Linked DNA regions of Zea mays: regions 2, 3 and 4 are each linked to region 1. Evidence: chromatin contacts called from public Hi-C data. All regions are on one chromosome and are shown on one strand. The core of a region is the stretch at or near the end of the contact, and the rest is flanking DNA. Distances in the headings are between cores, read along the strand shown. Region 1 holds the start of LOC101202714 (GTP binding). Region 2 holds the start of LOC100194400. Region 3 holds the start of LOC100284105 (seed maturation protein). Region 4 has its middle 7.5 kb from the start of LOC103649556.

Region 1 (2,700 bases), core at 98-2,597:
GGGATGCTTTGCACTCAGGTTTGGGTTCAGGACATTTATTGACCTAGAAATCCAAAGACGAGAACTGGATTCAGGAAATTTTTATTGTCCCTGACTGAATGGTTTGAACAGACTTTAAATAACAGCTAAGGTCACAAGCATCAAACAGAGAAGAACAACAAAAGGTATAGAGACAGCATTACCTGCATCATTCAGATCCATAAAAAACCTAAATACTGGACTATTTTCAGTCTTCTTCGACGGTGATAGCATCCTTTTGAACCACATAGGAGTCCTGAAACAAGAACAGATTTCAAAATGCCAATTTAGCAGGATCAGGCGAGCGGCTAAAACATTAGCTCAGCTACAGATATAATATATGCTGCAGTCAACTTCGAGAATGTCCAAGTAACAAATTGCAGGCCAACCCATGGGAACAATGAAATGAGAAGTTTTCAATGCTACATTCCTTCAGTCTACTTTATCTTAGACAAATTCCTTCAAATCGATTACAAACAATAGACACAAAACGCTCAATGCAGTAACCATATACTTCCCCATGCATGCACTCACAATCTACACAAGAAAACTACCACCAAATCTTCGCCGACCAGCATACTGAGACAATTTCGTAGAGGCGTGGAATGGCGACGTCCCACATTGCTGGGTCGATTAGCATATTACATCCAATCACAAAATTATCATGACGTGTGTATTTACCATCTCAGATGACAAGAGTCAAATTGGTTCCAAATTTTCGCGCGGATTATGCAACAAAATAGGCCCTTCGTATAATTTGCAGCGTAAACAAGATACAGAGGTGCAGGCCAACCCCACATTCGCACTCGCCACTGGAAGCATAACGTTTGGTGGAGCCTCAGAGGTACAGCTCAGCTGTGTTGCAATCCTATCCATAGAGCAGCGGCAGCGGCCCAGTGTGGAAATCAACACGGCAGAGTGCAGGGCACCGATCGGGGCAGCTATTACCTGTTGGTGAGGAAGCGCGGGAGCTCGAAGCGTGTGGTAACGGCCATGAGCCCGTTCCCGGATGGGTCGAGCATGGTGAACACCTGGCCCACGAACGCGGGCCCCCCACCACCGCTGGCCATGTTACCCCCGCCGGTCGCGCCCGCGCCGACCATCCGCGTGCCCGGCAGCGGCTGCGCCCCGCGGCGGGACTCGGAAGCCGAGGAGACGGGGAGGAGGAGCGGGACGGCGAGGTGGGGAGCGGCGGGCGCGGGCGAGGCGGGTGGGGATGGGGGTGGGGATGTGGAGGAGAGGAAGGGGAAGGCGGAGGCGAGGGAGTGGAAGGGGTTGGACGACGAAGAGGAGCACGGCATGGTGGACCCCTCCTGTACGGACCGAACGGGTGGCGCCTGCTTGGTGGGGACTGGACTGGGTGGGGCGTGCCTTTTTGTTAGGTTTTGGTGGTGGGGGATGGGATCTGAGCTTTGCAACCTGTGGGAGGGAGGCCCGGGCCCGGGTGCGTTCCCTATGCGAGGGACTTCTGCTACCGTGCTCACCGTGCAGTGCACGGGGATGGGCCACGCCGGCAATGCTCCACCGCGCACGCGCGCTTATCCGATTCCACCACCATTGCCCGATTTGCGTGTCGATGAAACACCTGAATATCCGATCGGCTATCCGACATCAACGGACAAAATTGACCGGCAAATGCTTCAGGTGAAACTATTCAGGTAGAGCAGCTGCGAGCCTTCTCTTTTTTTTCATAGCAATCGTTATTTTATTTTCTGGGAGCCTTCTCTTTGAACACGAAAATGATGGAAGAACTAGGAGCAATCAGAAGCAGAACCATAACGATTCCCCTACAAACAGGAGTTGCCTTGCCTTAAGAGGAAAGAAAAATAAAGGGGCTCCTGTGTCGTGTAGGCTTGCAGTTGCTCTCTGACCTGACGGGTGCACGATGATCAGTAAGCCTCCAACTCCAACACTACCACCAGAGATCATTCTAATATATTTTTCGTAAAAAAAATGTATAAACATGAGGGATGCAAGAAAAAAAAAACACCTCTTCATCTGATCTGGAGTTCTGGGGTGAACTTGAGTGCTTGACGCTCATCAATACCACCTTGCACCCAATGTTGAGAAGTGATGCTGTCCTTCGAATTGCTGGGCTTGTTTCTTACAGTCATTCTTCTTCTTGAGCATGCGGTGCAGGCAGCCGGACCGGCTAGCTCATAGCTTTGTATAACTTCCCGAGTCAGAAAAACATTCACTTCCCGTTTCCCCATGAGAAGCATATATATATAGCTCAAACGCGAAACATGACCTCCCTTCTTCAGGTTAGGCGGCTGATACTGGTGCTCACCCTCTATGACAGGGCTGGGTCAGATACCGCTGTCCGTTTGTCTGTTTTCATCCTGACAACCCTAGGGCCAGTGTTCCTTGTGTTGTTGCGCTTAGCATAAGCTTTTCTTGGAACAGAACGTTGTATGATCCGTATCGGTATTCCCCCGATGTCGAAATCTTCCTTGAGGGACTTTGTCAAGAACCTAGTATCTGTATCAGAAAGCTGAGTCTTCCCACTCATGAAGGCAACAAATGTTGGTGGTCGTGCCTTCACTTGAGTGAAGTACTTGACTTTTGGCTGAGTAGCTGAATCTTTCCAGGAATGTCTGCTCATAACCTAGAGCACAATCACAAGGTATTAGAAGTAATGGTCGAAATAGATGCCACAATGGCTTCACTGGCCAGTGTAGT
Region 2 (2,817 bases), core at 182-2,681, 230 kb before region 1:
ATGCATATAATAAAAGGAAAGGCGGCAGCAGTGCTCGCTCGCACAGGATTGATTTCAAACTTGAGCTCATTGACAAGCCCTCGCCTTAACTAACAAATAATAATAATAACAACAACAAGGCAGGTTAATCGCGCATGAACATGCATGGACAGGACAGCAGGCTTATTGGCGACGAGACGACGATGGCGGACGAAGTTGCAGGCGCATGGTCCGGCACAGCTAGCTAGCCGGACCGATCCGGCCGGTGCACGTGAAGGCTAGCTAGCTAGGTACCTAGCCGCCGTGGACGACTACCCAGATGTCGGAGAAGGCCTGCAGGATGACGGGGTGGTGGCGCGGCGCGTTCAGGGACAGGTACGACCGCAGCAGGCGCTCCATGTCCGGCGCGCCCAGCAGCTGCCGCCCCACGATCATCTCCACCATGGAGGACCGGAAGTCGCCGTACGGGTCCCGCGACCGCTTCACCACCGCGAACCCCCTGCGCACCTGCTCCTCCGCCGCCGCCGACACCACCACCACGGGCCGGAACCCGTCGCGCACGCCGCACGTGTCGCAGCTGCTCGCCGCGCGCCGGTGGTACTGGGGACGGCGGCGGGACGACGATGCCGGAGCCTTGCTACTGCGGTCGGAGGGTGCTGCTGCAGGGGGTTTTGCCTTTGCCATTCCCTTCGCCTTCGCCTTCGCCTTCGTCGCCGTCTTCTTCTTGTGCTGCTTCTTATTATTGGTGTAGAACTCGGAGGAGTCCGACGAGAAGCTTCGCGACGAGGAGAAGAAGGTCTCCGCCGCCGACTCGCCCGGCCTCTTGCTGCCGCGGCCGGCGGCGCGGTCGTCGTCCTCGCCGTCGCTGCTGAAGACGTCGGTGTCGTCGGAGCTGCTGAAGCCGTAGGGGTTGGACAGCAGCAGCTTCATCCTGCTGTCGTTCTTGCTGCTGCCACCGACACCGAGCCGGTGCTCGTCGTCGTCGTCGTCGCGCGGGCTCTTCTTCTTCTTCTTCTTCTCCTCCTTGTCCCGGCCCGTCTCCGCCAGAGCCGCCGGCGCGTCGACAGAGAAGCGGGAGGGCGGCGGCGCCGCGTCCAGGCTGCTGCGGCTGCGGCGGCGGCGGTCGACGGCGGCGGAGAAGGACTCGGCGCGGCCGGCGACGGCCAGGTCGCGCCGCGAGGAGGCGAGGAACGACGAGTCCCCGTCGACGACGGCGCCGAGCAGCGCGCGGCTGGAGGAGCACGCGGAGGCCGCCGCAGCCACAGGCGGAGGCGGAGGCTTGGCCGTGGACGCGGGAGACGAGGAGGAGCAGGAGGACGCGGCGGCGGCCGTGTTGCAGGTGGAGCGGAGCAGCGCGCTCGGGCGGAACATCCGGGCCAGCCGGTCCCGGAGCCGGCTGCTGCTCCTGCTGCCGCCGCCGTAGTTCATTGCGGGACGGCGAGTGTGGTGTCGGACAAGACTGATGGACTGGTGGTGGTGGTTAACTGGTTATATATAGCGGGAAGCGTTTTGAATTGGAAGGGCTGGCTCTTCGGGCGCTGAGTGGTGTGCGCGTCCGTCCGCGCACTAGGAAACGGGAGCAAAAGCTGCTCACCACGTGTACGTGGGTGGCCGTGGATGGAGAGAGAGAGAGAGAGAGAGAGAGAGGACGACCACTGCCGATCATCCTGGGTTACGAATAATCGCAATCTGACAGAGATCCCTCGTGCACGCTAGTCTTGGCCATTGCTAGCCCCTCGCACGGACTGTTCTGTCTTTTCGCTAGCATATATGTCATGCATTCCCTGTATAAATGAATAAATAAATAAAAACTAAAAGTGGCCCCGCTTTTAGGACAAAGGGAGAAGATGAAAAACAAAGGTTGAAGGCCGGCTGTGCTGATATAACTATAATTATACAGAGGTTTTGGCTGTATAAGTGTAATATCCTACGCTTTTCTTTAAACTGCCTCGCCAATTTCCTATAAACTGTAGCGGGTTTTCTGAAGCTAGTGGAACTTTGTAAAGGCCTCGTAGTGTTACCCTGCCTCGCCTCCTCGGTAGAGGTGTATGGGAAGTCGCGATCCCTTGGCAGATGGGTAACATGACTTGTGGGTAAATATGTGCAACCTCTGCAGAGTGTAAAACTGGTATACTAGCCGTGCTCACGGTCATGAGCAGCTCAGACACTCACATGATTAATCTATGGAACTTAAATTCAATTTGTCATATGCATTGCATCGCAGGTGATGTTGTTACTTCTGTTCTACTATTTAATTGGGTTGGTATTTACTTATACTTAGTAATGGCTAATAAAATTTTAACCAACTTTAAAAGCAATGCTCAGCTTCAGCCATCCTCTTTGGTAAGCCTTACACTTCACATGAGCTCCCACCTTTGACGAGTTCATACACATTATTCCCCACAACTTGTTGAGCGATGAACGTATGTGAGCTCACTCTTGCTGTCTCACACCCCCACAGGTCAAGAACAGGTACCGCAGGATGAGGCGCTTGGAGGATGCTGCGATGTGTTCGTGAGAGGTCTAGGCTGTCGTCTCCCAGTCAACTTTGGGTTGCTGGACCGTTGTCTCCTTATATGTAATTATTTATTTATTTTGTATAGAACTCCTGTTATGTAGTAAAGATGTGACATTCGATCCTGTGCCATGATTCATCATATGTGTGAGACTTGGTCCTAGCACACCTGGTGATTATGTTCGCGTCCGGGTCTTGGTGCCCCTAAAACCCGGGTGTGACATGCTAGCTAGAACAAGTACTTGAGCTAGGAGAGAGTTAATACACCATATGACCGTGCTAGCTACTCACCGATCCTGATGAGTTGGAAGTTTATTACCAAA
Region 3 (2,700 bases), core at 149-2,648, 150 kb before region 1:
ATTCAAATAAGATCCAGATTGCTGTGGCACCACCAAGTACTCCAGCAGAGATGTTCTTGTTCCTCCACAAGAACACATCAGCAGCTACAAAATAGAGAACGGTAATGAGTATTGTGGGTACAATGACAGACGATAAGGTATTTAGGTCTCACAATTCTCATTACATCGATCAAGTTTATCAATCATCAGTTTTAAGACAAGAGTACCAGCTGTAGACACAAACCAATGAGGTTATAGTGTGCTGGTTGTCATTTGTTTACATTAAAGACATGTATAATCAGGCACAAAAACACAACCCAAGCATCACAATTTCTCCAAAGAAAGACCTTCCATTTCAGTGTAGATAATGTAGTACCAAACAGCTCCAATGAAATGCCATTTATTGAGAGAAACATAACATGAAGTCTACTAGATGTTTCTTTTACAAATAAATTTTAAAACTTTATATTTTCATAATCTTAGCACAAAACAACCATAAGGGCCCTTCAGCATTGATCTGATACAAAAATACATAACACCCCTGAAATGTGCTTGCAGTCACGACAAAGCATCCCTAAGCGGATAAGCAATTGGTTCCAACCATGTTAAACACCGACAGACCACATGAATTCAAGTGGTTTGCAGTATTGTTTAAAGGTTACTCAAGCAGTCAGTAGCAGTATGACTGTTACCGAAACGGCATCAGTATTCGTCTGGCAGACCAGACACTGTAAAAATGTTGCGTGCCTCAGTTCGGACAAGCTTAACATTGAGAAATATTAGCAGCATACAGTTCAGATAAGTACCCAAGTGCACTGACTTGGATTGATCAAATTTGAAGCAAGCGTTAGAGTGATCAAGCATACTAGTCGCCTCCATTTGTCAAAGCAGGCAAGATCCCAATCTGTGATCCAAACGGCCAGTTCGTTCTTAACACCCTAGCTAGCGCATTCCATAAAACGTACTCCAGCAGTCAGATCTAGTAGCCCGCAACCCGAGCACCGAGGCCCACCCAGATCCGATCTAGAAATCTCAAGCCTAATAGCAAGCAGCATCGGGAGCGTGGGAAACAGAACCATACGCTTGCCGCCACCGAGGGCCTTGTGGATGGGCTGCTCGCGGCCGAAAAGGCGGAACACCTTGGCTTTGGCCTCGGCGGCCGCCGTGGCGGCGGCGTCGGAGAAGGAGGGCTGCTTGAGCTCGTCGGCAGGCGGTGCCGAGGGGCGGGGCCGCTCGTCACTGTCGGAGTCCGAGGAGGAGGAGGAGTCGGCCTTGCCGCCGCCGACGTGGAGCTTGTCGGCGAGCTTCTCCATCAGGGACTCGTGCTTGGGGCTAGCGCCGCCTTCCCCTTGTGGCTGCGTCTGCTCCGCCATGCCGGAACGAGAGGAGCACGGGAAATGCGGAGGGGGCGGCGTGGAGGAGAAATGGGGGAGATCTGGTCTTCCCCTTGTGCGCTGGGAATTTTATAGGCGCGCTAGGGGTTTAGGGCTGATGGGGAGGTCGGGGACGTCAGATTTGGATTGGACGGTGGGGAATGGAGCCAGTGGGGTTTGGTTCCGGCTGGACGGCGGCGGAGTGCTTTTGAATCAGAGAGAGTAATCGCTTGGTGTACACAGATTTGTTCGACTTTGAATAGAGGGCAAAAACATATCAGGACCCGTGTGTCTTAACAATAAGTCACAATGTTCTATTTTTCTTATGGTGTCATTTTCCAAACCTATGAAACTAGTACTTAGCAGCTAAAATTAGCTGAAAGGTTTATAATATATCAGCTAATAGATCAACTAATTATTATTTATATCTCTCACTACACAGAACCAGTTAACTTCCTAGAGCCTAAACTCTAGGAAGTTAGCTATAAATCCTAGCAAGTTAGCTAAACCCTCAAAAGTAAAACGATATCGTCGGAAGTTTGACTCTCGAAATTTTTTTGTCGGAAGTTAGCTTAACTTCCTATAGCCCTCTAGAAAGTTAGCTAGCGGCCCCTCTCGGAAGTTAGTAGATTCGCCGTCAGCTAACTAACTTCCTAGGGGCTACAGTAAGTCGTAGAAAGTTAGTTGGCTAACTTCCTAGAGACCCAGTAAGCCTCTAGTAAGTTAATTTGACCAGCATTATAAATGTTGTTTATTTTCATTTTACACTGCATTCCACAACATAACAAATATATCAATAGATATAGCACAACATATTTTCACATAAAACATCTCACACACAATCACATAACAACAATTAAATCCATAGTCTCATCAATTACATCACAAAAGTCTCATCCATAGTCATAAGACACAACATCTTATCCAGTCATAATAGGAGTCAATATCCCAACATCTCATACATAGTCATAAGACACAAAAAGTCTCAGGTATCACAGCACATAAAATGGAAACTCACTATCGCCGATTACCAACGGGGTACAACGGCGAGTGATGGTCGATACCTCCACTAGTGAAAAGGGCTTCGACAAAGTCTAACCCGTCATCTCGTTCCTACGTCGGCAAAGTAGCTAGAGGGGTCTAATATACTTGTACAAATGATATTTGCTGAGTTACACCATAATATAACTAACAACAAGTAAATGATGATGAATTTGCATATCTGATGTTCGATAGGTGGAGGTGGAGGTGAAGACCAAGGATAATGTAAGAGAGGTGGGGGGGGCACCGAGACGTGTATCCCTTAGGCCTGTGCTAGTTGTTACAAAATTGTCGAACTCGTTCACAT
Region 4 (2,848 bases), core at 45-2,544, 240 kb after region 1:
AACAAAACTGACAGCAGCCGGTCGTCGAACACGTGCATGGAGATATGTGTTGAAGGGGGAGCAGCTAGGAGTGGAGCGAAGCATGCGAGCACCACCGAGCATGCGAGCTCTGTGGTCTCTGCTAACTGAAGATCGGACAACAGGCTAGGGTAGCTCCAGGCTAAAAAAATAACCACTGTTCAGCTCAGTTCTCAGTAGTCTGGCATGGAGAACATCAAATCAACCTGAAACAGGTATTGCCTGCTCAGGTTCGCTGCTGCCTTTTATGGCTCCACCCATTGGTTCAGGCTCCTGAGTTCTTTTTATCGTAGATTATAATCATTGCCGCTAAAATGCAGAAATAGAATACTATTAGATTAGAAGAAAAATAACAAAGCAAAAAAAGGAGGGGGTGGGGGTGGGGACTCACATGTTTAATGAATGATCCTCATTTATATCACGAGGAATCTTTAGAACTTTTGGCACGAACTATTCTTGGTTTTTGCAGCGAGATATGGAAACACTATCACTGAGTTATTGTGAGTTCGTTCACTCCCTGGAAAAAAAATAAACAATGGGCCACAGCATAGTTGGAACATATTTTTTCCCATTTTTTTCGTTTTTGTACCGTTACCCATAGCAAATTATGTTTATTTGACTATGGAAATCTAATAAACATATTTACTAATTTTCATTTGATTTTTCTTGTATGGTTATTTATATTCCTGGAGATATAAGTATAGGAATTCCTGGAGATGGGCTACCGGCCGAACAGGCCTGTGAGAGTGCCCGTATTCCTCTATTGGCTGTTGCCCATGGAACCGCAAAGCCTCGTGGCCGACGAGCCCAGCAATAGTTCAGCCCAATAACACGACCATCCATTTCCCGTCCTAGGCCCAACCAAGAGAAAGCTCTAACGGAGCGGGCCAACTCCCCGTTGGCGAGAGTTGCGATTTTTTTTTTCCTTCGAGTCTGTATCTTGATTCTTTTTTTCGAGGCAATGTATCTTGATTCTTTGATATACAGTGATTAGACTATCCACGTTCATACAGCTCTAAATTTCTTCCGTACAAAAAATATTATACTTGTCAGCAAAATTCTTTAATCTATACTATAATATCCCGCAGTCATATTTACTCTATATCTCAACTATCATATATTATATCATTTTTTTAATTTCTTTTCCATTCTCTACCCTACTATCCAATCAGTACCAAACAGTAGATAGCGTGTGTGCTGTACTGCTCTCCGCCTGCCTCTCGTTCTGGCAAAAACAGAACGAGATATAGCGTTTCCGGGTTTCTACTCCAGCTCCTTTTCGTCCTCGCGTTATGCTATCGTTCAGTAGCGTAGGGCGAGCAGTTGCTACTGCGGACAGCCTTATACCCTTCGCTGCTATTGTAAGTGTTTGACTTTACTTTTATTTTTCAACTTTGTAATTTTGCCCTTCTATTTTAAAAAGAAGCTGCCGTTTTGCCCCCCCTCTCAACACCGGTAGTAAAAATACGAATTAGCTATAAAAAATAAAAATGTGAAAACAAATGTGTAAAAGGTCTAAATTACATTCCTTTTAATTATGTATGAGCACAACCATGAACAAGGGTAAAATCACAATTACGTAATATAACGAGGAGCAAAAAAATCATAATAAGAGGGTGTCTAGTTTCTATGGACTAATTTTTGCTATCCGATTATGTGTTTTCACCTTATTAAAAAAAAGAGGCCAGCCAGGCTGGGCCGCTACAAGGCCTAAGGCCAAGCAGCCCAACCCAGCCGGTTGGAAGAAAGGCTGGCCGAGCAGCCCTTTGAGGAGGATGTTTCCTAGGGCACGGAGAGGTGATGCCGTGAGAGGCAGAGAGGATGTAGCGAAAAGGAAGTTGACTTTCCTAGCGGCGGCGCGCTGCAGCCTGGTTTTTCGGCGCTCGCGAATTTCTGGCCGTCCGCTGCGCAACCTCCTCTCGTTCGACTCCATAACTATGGAGATCTGCTCCCTGCTCAGCACCTCGCCAAAAATCGCTAGCTCTCTGTTCCTATTCCTCCTCTCGGTTCCAGTCACGATTTGGATCGATTCCTTCGATTCTTGGTGTTCTGGTGTTAATCCTGCTAGTGGAAGAAGGTGGAGGTGGCACTGCTTGTGCGCAGTGAGGTTCTCCTGCGCTCCGTTGTCTCACCAGTGCACCTGTGTGGTGTTCTGTTTGTTCTGATTATTGTCCACCGTGGCCTGGTGCCTGGGCTCCCTGCTGCACGGTGTTCGTCTTCTCGGGCTGGTGCCGTGGACGTCTCCCTCGGCTCCGGCAGCGGCTCTAGTATCTCCGTCAACCTCCCGCCGTGCAGGCCCGGACGTGGGCGGCGGAATTGGTTTTCTGGGACAGAACCTTGTGTTCGCTGAGCTGGTCTTCCCACGTAGACAATCTACGTGCTGTGAGTTATTCGTTGTCTCACTTTATTTACTATTTAATTTTGTACAATCTGCTAGTATTAAATACTTGGGTGTGATTGCACTGTTATGGGCGGATTTGTGTGCTCGATGATGATAGCGGTGTAGTGAGACAACGTGACAGTCTGGGTTTTAGTGTATTATCATTTTCAGCATTGATATTATTTGTGCCTAATTAAATCTCTTTGTTGAGGCTGTTTACCTGTGTTAAATTCTGTTAATTTATTTAGTACACAGCTCCTCTCTATCAGTATTTATATTTGATTATTAGGCTTATTACATCTTATCTAAAACCCTTATTTGGTAAGATAGGACTGTCACGTTAGTCGAGGATCTCTGATCACCTTTTAGCGTTGGAGGGCTGTTTATTACAGCAACCCGCTATTTTGAGAGCAATAGTTTAAGATAAACAATTATGTTTATTTGTTTAAT

What was found. A called contact is a pair of places that touch in the nucleus more often than the background predicts.
Region 2: a Hi-C map of leaf shows a contact between it and region 1, with 6 times the contacts expected there. The contact joins the promoter of LOC100194400 here to the promoter of LOC101202714 in region 1. A contact is called at or near these places in 3 of 25 Hi-C or Micro-C datasets (bundle sheath, leaf and tassel).
Region 3: a contact with region 1 is called in a Hi-C map of ear, with 3 times the contacts expected there. The contact joins the promoter of LOC100284105 here to the promoter of LOC101202714 in region 1. A contact is called at or near these places in 5 of 25 Hi-C or Micro-C datasets (bundle sheath, ear, leaf and 1 more).
Region 4: a Hi-C map of ear shows a contact between it and region 1, with 1.7 times the contacts expected there. The contact joins the enhancer-like site here to the promoter of LOC101202714 in region 1. A contact is called at or near these places in 2 of 25 Hi-C or Micro-C datasets (ear and leaf).

The regions. Positions count from the first base shown.
Region 1 is chr3:2,503,199-2,505,898 of Zm-B73-REFERENCE-NAM-5.0, forward strand. It overlaps LOC101202714 (GTP binding), which reads right to left and starts at 1,348. Exons shown (of 9, transcript NM_001279466.1): 1 at 967-1,348; 2 at 183-274. The coding sequence starts at 1,319. It overlaps LOC111589237, which reads right to left. Exons shown (of 9, transcript NM_001368673.1): 9 at 1,771-2,626. The coding sequence ends at 2,312.
Region 2 is chr3:2,275,836-2,278,652 of Zm-B73-REFERENCE-NAM-5.0, forward strand. LOC100194400 reads right to left here and starts at 1,432. Exons shown (of 1, transcript NM_001139429.2): 1 at 1-1,432. The coding sequence starts at 1,407. The coding sequence ends at 274.
Region 3 is chr3:2,349,245-2,351,944 of Zm-B73-REFERENCE-NAM-5.0, forward strand. LOC100284105 (seed maturation protein) reads right to left here and starts at 1,399. Exons shown (of 5, transcript NM_001157002.2): 1 at 1,061-1,399; 2 at 1-84. The coding sequence starts at 1,352.
Region 4 is chr3:2,741,582-2,744,429 of Zm-B73-REFERENCE-NAM-5.0, forward strand. No RefSeq gene overlaps it. Among protein-coding and RNA genes, the nearest start is that of LOC103649556, 7.5 kb to the right of the region's middle. Within about 2 kb of position 1,295, at least 18 of the 20 cell types and tissues checked have an H3K27ac peak or open chromatin away from gene starts, as enhancers often do. A contact at or near this core is called in ear and leaf, where this site is marked.